2 separate regions of the Arachis hypogaea genome follow, and region 1 is linked to region 2. Evidence: chromatin contacts called from public Hi-C data. All regions are on one chromosome and are shown on one strand. Each heading gives the region's core, a stretch centred on a gene start, on an enhancer-like site or on the middle of the called end of the contact. The rest is flanking DNA. Distances are from core to core; before and after follow the strand shown. Region 1 holds the start of LOC112801046 (chaperone protein dnaJ 16). Region 2 has its middle 12 kb from the start of LOC140184862.

The links. Hi-C and Micro-C count contacts between places; a contact is called where the count stands out from the background.
Region 1: a Hi-C map of leaf shows a contact between it and region 2, with 3 times the contacts expected there. The contact joins the promoter of LOC112801046 here to the enhancer-like site in region 2. A contact is called at or near these places in 2 of 8 Hi-C or Micro-C datasets (both in leaf).

Annotation. Positions count from the first base shown.
Region 1 is chr5:28,527,186-28,530,169 of arahy.Tifrunner.gnm2.J5K5, reverse strand. LOC112801046 (chaperone protein dnaJ 16) reads right to left here and starts at 1,563. Exons shown (of 11, transcript XM_025843573.3): 1 at 998-1,563. The coding sequence starts at 1,146.
Region 2 is chr5:28,427,884-28,431,235 of arahy.Tifrunner.gnm2.J5K5, reverse strand. No RefSeq gene overlaps it. Among protein-coding and RNA genes, the nearest start is that of LOC140184862, 12 kb to the right of the region's middle. Within about 2 kb of position 1,450, at least 2 of the 3 cell types and tissues checked have open chromatin away from gene starts, as enhancers often do.

The sequences.
Region 1 (2,984 bases), core at 314-2,813, 99 kb before region 2:
GAAAACCATCCAGCTCATATCCAATGCATGAAAAACAATCAGACATCATGGGCAGAGATTAGCAATTCAACATCACCTTTGCAATGATATTTTGGGCTTATCTAGATGATCAATAAACAAGTTTCATGCCATGGAGATTTGACGAAGTCTTATGCTGACTATCAATTGCCTAACACAACCCTCCTCTATTATCTAGGCTTGAAAATCAACTATGCAAAGATTTGCCACAAAAGGTTCCCCCTATAACAGATAACGTTTCCCAATGTTGTATTCTATGATCTTTACCAGCCATTTCTCTTTTTTTTTCCCAGGTCAATATATATCATCTTAATTTGATTCTAGCACACGGATATTTTAGCGATTATAGAACAACCTTCTATTCACCAAATTCCACAAACACACTATATTAGTTAAAAAGACTACCACCAACAATGATCGATACTAAAATGAAAACATATTTGATCTTGAGTCAAATCTTCAAGAAGCAAAATAAACAAGACCACCCTCGCGAATATTGATTTCACCTAGACTTTGAAAAATCAAAGTAGAAGATTCGGCAAGCCGTTGCTCAAACGAATACTAGCCTTGACTACGTGTCCTCTGCTGAATCACTGTCTTCACATAGTTCTATTTTGTCTTAAGTCTCTCAGAGACTCTGAGAATTAAAACAAAACCAGTCTTCTATCAAACATCATTCAAAAAGTGAAGAAGTTCATTTCCCAACACATGGATCCCAGATTCAACAACATATTACTTCGGTCGAAAGGATATTAGTACTAACATGCTGAAACTAATTTCAAATTTCAAATTTCAAATTTCAAATTTCAAATGTCAAATAAATACATAAAATCCTGTAAAATATTTTTTAAAAAATGCATATAAAATTATAAATCCAAACTACATCAAACGAAATAGTATAAATATTGAACATTTTTGAATAAACAAATAAATAAATACGAAGCTAGTTGGAGAAGCAGAGTGAGGTAGGGGACTTTACTTGAGAGCCATTTTGCGGTAAGCGGTTTTGATTTCCTGATCGGTGGAGTTGCGGGAGACGCCGAGGACCTCGTATGGGTCCCGCCGGAGTGGCTTGGCGCCGCCGCCGTCGGCGTGCTTCTCCGACGACTTGGACCGATGCCCCGGCATACTTCTTCCTAATACTTTCAGTCAAACGGCGTCGTTTCGTCTTCTGCTTCTTACTATAGCAAACCCTAGAAATGAGGTTCCTCCACTACCTGGCTACCTTGGTGTTCGAGGAAGAAGCTGTCAGGTTTTGGCGCCGTGCAATGGTGGTGAGAATGGTGGTGGAGGTAGTGGTGGCGGGGGAGTCATTGAAGAAAAAGGAGGAGGTTGAAGGAGAGTTTCGAAATTGTGGTGATGAGATCCAGAAACCCCATGGACCCCTCCAACCTGGAACTTCCCACAGCTGAGAGAGAGAGAGAGAGAGAGAGAGAGAGAGAAAAGAAAATAAAAAAGAAAGAAAAAATTGAGAACAATGACAACACCAAGCCAACAACACAAGACAACAGGACCTGCCCGAAAGAAAGAAAGAAATTTCGCAAGGGAAATTTCATTTTACTAGACGTCTTCTATTATTATTATTATTATTATTATTATTATTATTATTATTATTATTATTATTATTATTGTCAACATTTTAATTTGTAAGCACCAACGCAGAGTATATACCGAAATGGATCTTTTCTAATTTTTTTAATACTTGATAAAATATAATGTAATTTTTTATTTTTAATTTTATAAGTAAGATCAAAAATAAATTAAAAAATAATAAATTATTAAATTAAACACTGCATATTATCCAATTTTAATTAAATGGAGGATCCACTCTCGAGTATATACCAATACTAGCAATAGCAGAAGACCCGTGCGTTTTTTATTTCTTGTTTCAACTTTCTTTTCTTGAGTCATCTTAGATTGTCATTTTATATATTAGTAGAAGTATTTTTTTGTTTAATTTTTTAATTAAAAATAAAAAATTTATTTATTTTATTATTATTTAAAATATATAAATATTTTTTAATTTTTCATAATTTATAAAAAAATTAATTAATACTAAATTTATATTCATTCTTTCTATTTTTATTTTTTAAAATATTTACTTTAAATATCAACATACCATAGCATTTCTTAGAATTAGCTAAAGAAATTCTGTTTTATACTCCATTATATTTTGTTCAACCTCGTAAATATGATAACAAATATAATTTAAAAATATAAATAACATAGTTAACAAAATAAACATAAAAAAATCATAATTAATATAATATATGTATATAAACAATTTTTTATTTATCGTGTTAAAATAATTTATTTTTAGTTAAAAAAATTATTTTATAAAATATAAATTGTCATTTTTCAATGCTAATAAGGAATCTATAAAAAAGAGAGGATTCAGTGCATAAAAAGATGAAGAACTTAAAGATTTGAAAAAATTATTATTTTGGTCTTTAATTTTTGTTTATTTACTTATTGAAAATAAAAGAAAAATAAATAAATATCTAAAATTTCTCATCAAACTTATTATTTTTCAAGATAAAAGAAACAAATATAGATAAAAATGTAAGGTTTCTTTTGTCCAACTTCAACTTGTTTCTATAAATGTTTTAACCCACTACCTTTTAATCTGAATATTAACTTAGATGAGAGAGAGAACCACACTTATTTTTTGCTTTACCTTTTATTTTTTTCGTTTTTGCTTTCTCTTTTATTCTTGAGTATTTACCATTTTGGTCCTCAAAAAATTTCGGACCAGACATTTTAGTTCCCAACTAAAATTAATTACTCGCTTAGTCCTTAACAATTAATTCCGTCAGCCATTTAGGTCCTTAACTCCGTCAACTCTAACGGAAGACAAAATAGTCCCTAACAACTCTAACCAGAAATAAAATGATCCCTAACAACTCTAACAAGGGACAAAATAATACATCACTCATTTGTTCGAAAACGACACTATTCTTCCCCGA
Region 2 (3,352 bases), core at 201-2,700:
CTGAATTTTGCTATAATAGCTCATTTCACTCTGCAATATAGATGACACAGCCATGAGGCATTGCACGGTTTTGCCATGAACTTACTCCCGGGCTACTACCCTGGCGCTTCCCCTATGCTAGAAGTCAATCTCTTTTTGAGGACCGTGAGATATTGAATGATGAGCTGGGTTTCTACTTGCACCAAGCAAGAACCCGCATGAAGAAACAAGCAAACCGGCATCGTTGTGATAAGGAATTCAAATAAGGGAACTGGGTTTTGCTCAAGTTGAAGCCTTATTGTCAAATATCCCTCTTCCATAGGGAGCACCCAAAGCTCGACAGATGCTTCTTTGGCCCTTACCATATTCTGCACCGTGTTGGAAAGGTGGTATACCGCCTCGAGCTTCCTGTTGGCAGCAGGATTCACCCCGTCTTCCATATCTCCATGCTAAAGGAGTTTCATGGAGAACTGCCGGCTGCGACCCTGGTGGTGGCTGCAGCACCTGCAGCATTTCAACCCGCACTTACAGTGATTTTAGGGAGGCACTCTGTCTCGAGAGATGCGAAACAAGTAGAACAGGTCCTTGTGGATTGGGAAGGCTTACCACGGGAGGAGACAACTTGGGTGGACTTCGACCAGCTGTTGCATATGTTTTCAGAGTTGGACCTTGAGGGCAAGCCCTCCAAGCTCAGCCGCACAAACCAGCTTAATTGAAGAGATTGTAGAACTTGAAAATTTTTTTAAAGAAGTAGGCCTAGTTGGCAAGAAAGTGAGAAAGGCCCCCAATTGAATGAAAGACTATCATATGGAGAAGTAAAGGGGAAGCATTGTAAAAAAAAAAAAAACCAAATGAGTTAATTAGGATTTGAATATTCAAGAAGGGGTTATATTGTAATAGGTAGAAGAGAATGACAGTTAAAAAGAATAACAACTTGAGAGTGAGGAATCCTATTTCTCTGGATTCGAAGTGAAAAAAAGTGTGACCATCATATTTTACATTTTCTGAATTTTTCAATACATATTTTCATAAGTTTCTTTCTTCAATTATTGTGCATCATAATGCTATTGCTCACTAGACTAAGCAACAAAGTATTCGTTCAAGATAATAGTTATCTTATTTTATTTTATTTGTTTAGTTTTTTGTCTTTGTATTTATTTTATTCTAGCAACGTAAAGGTCACAAAAAAAAGAAGCAATGTAAAGGTCCCTCCGTGCATCATAGAATCATAGGACGAGGGTAATACTAATGTTAGTGGGCTTACAGTGGCTCTCACGAAGTGTCATTCTTTTTTCCATTTTTTATATTTTTAAAATAATACAAAATTATGTTGTAACAAGAATAAGCCCATTTGCTTCAAAAATCTAATCGGACATCTTTGTAGAAGTTTTGGACTTCGAAATAATTGTTCTTTTTTTTTGGTCAAAGGAAATATAACAGTTTAGTTATAATGAAACTTCTGTTACTTTTTGTTTCCTTTGTATAACACATATAAATGTCCGTGTCCAAAAAATAAAACACATATACATGTCATCCTAAAACCACTATAAATTTTTAATCCGGATAAATTTTGTTGGGGATAAAAAATTAAAAATGAAGTATACATTTTTATGTATAAATTTACTCTTATATTAATTTATTCATGCAAAATTTCATCCTAGTTTTACTCCTAATCAAATATATCCAAAGTTTTCAATTTATAAATTATAAGTTAAAAGACTCCTTTCCTCATTACTCCCCTGGCCTCTCCAACGAAAAAAAAAAAAAACAATGAAAAGAAAGAAAAGTTAATCGTAAGTGAATATGTGAACCCAGCCTAAGAATAAAGTGCAATTAGATAATCCATTTTTTTTGTTAGTATCAATTAATCTAATTACTTTTTTATTTTAAATACTAAATCTTAAAATTTAAGTCTTAAATCATAAATAGTAAATCCTGAATTCTAGTTCTAATACTTAAATCTTCAGAAGAAAATGAAGGTTAAAAACATATTTTTATAACAAAATTTAATTAATATTAACCAATTAAAAGTTGATCTCTATAGTCTATACTTATTCTTAGAATAATAATAGTTTTTCCCTCATAATTTATTACATACAGAAAAAACTCAAGACCCTTAAGCGAAGAGAATGAATGATTATTTTGTACATGTCTCACATGTTATTTTTTAAATTTAATATTTAAAGCTTACTTTTATATTTTATTAAAATAATCTATATAATAATAAGCTTGATAATTTAAATAAAACTAATTCAAGATTTATATAATAACAATTTAAAAAAATAAATTCAGTAACTTATTGATTAACAGCAGATTTTTAAATAAAATTTAAATCTGTAATAAATTAGTCTTTAATATATCAAACTAAGAGATACTATAAAAAATAAAAAAATAACAGTTATATAAAACTAATACAAATTATCAAAAAATAATAGTACACGTACACTTCAACCTGTTATAATTTTTATTCTATTTCAACAGTTACATATAAAATTAGCTGAAATTGAGATCCAGCAAGAAAGCTATTAATAAAAAGTAAAAAATGAGAAATCCTATCTTATTACTTTGCATCGAGTGATATATATATTATATTCTTTCTATATAGAGGAATCAAAGCTGAGACTGAATTGGTCAATTCAATGTGTGTACATATTAATTATATTTATATATAATAATAACCTGAAACCTATATCCACACACACCAATACCCAAGAAAACTAAGGCTGTGAATTGCGTATCGGAAATTAAATATATGATCATACTAAAAATAATGACAATGATTACCCAAGTGCATGCATTAATGCATATGCGTACCACACGTAACACAATTAAATATAGTTTGCTTATATTCTGTAATATTATCGATTCATTATTGGAATAAATAATGAAAATGATTCTTAACAACGCCACTCTTGTTTGTCTTGCAGTTTTTTTGTTTTATACAGATGTCACTCACTCTATTATATACTAATTAAATGTTTTATTCTGTATAAAATCCTTTAATAATCAACTTATTTTGGTCTTCATTATTTCTTTGATGAATAATATAATGCCTATGACTATTAGACAAGCTTTTGCACCTAATAGTTTGATACATGTGAAATATCAAATCAATACACTATTTAAATTCAATTTTGTATGAAAAGTGAATAAACCGTGTAGTACTTCTGTAATTTATTAATATCCAATTGATTAAAATTTTTATTATTTTAATACTTTCCTGTCTTATATTAATATTTTTATTTGAATTTTTTAATACTTTTAAAATTAACAATTAATCACTAATAAATATCAACTTTCGATAAAAAATTTGAATTTTATAATTCTAATAACGTGATTAAATAAAATTTTAGTCATCAACAAAATTAAATGA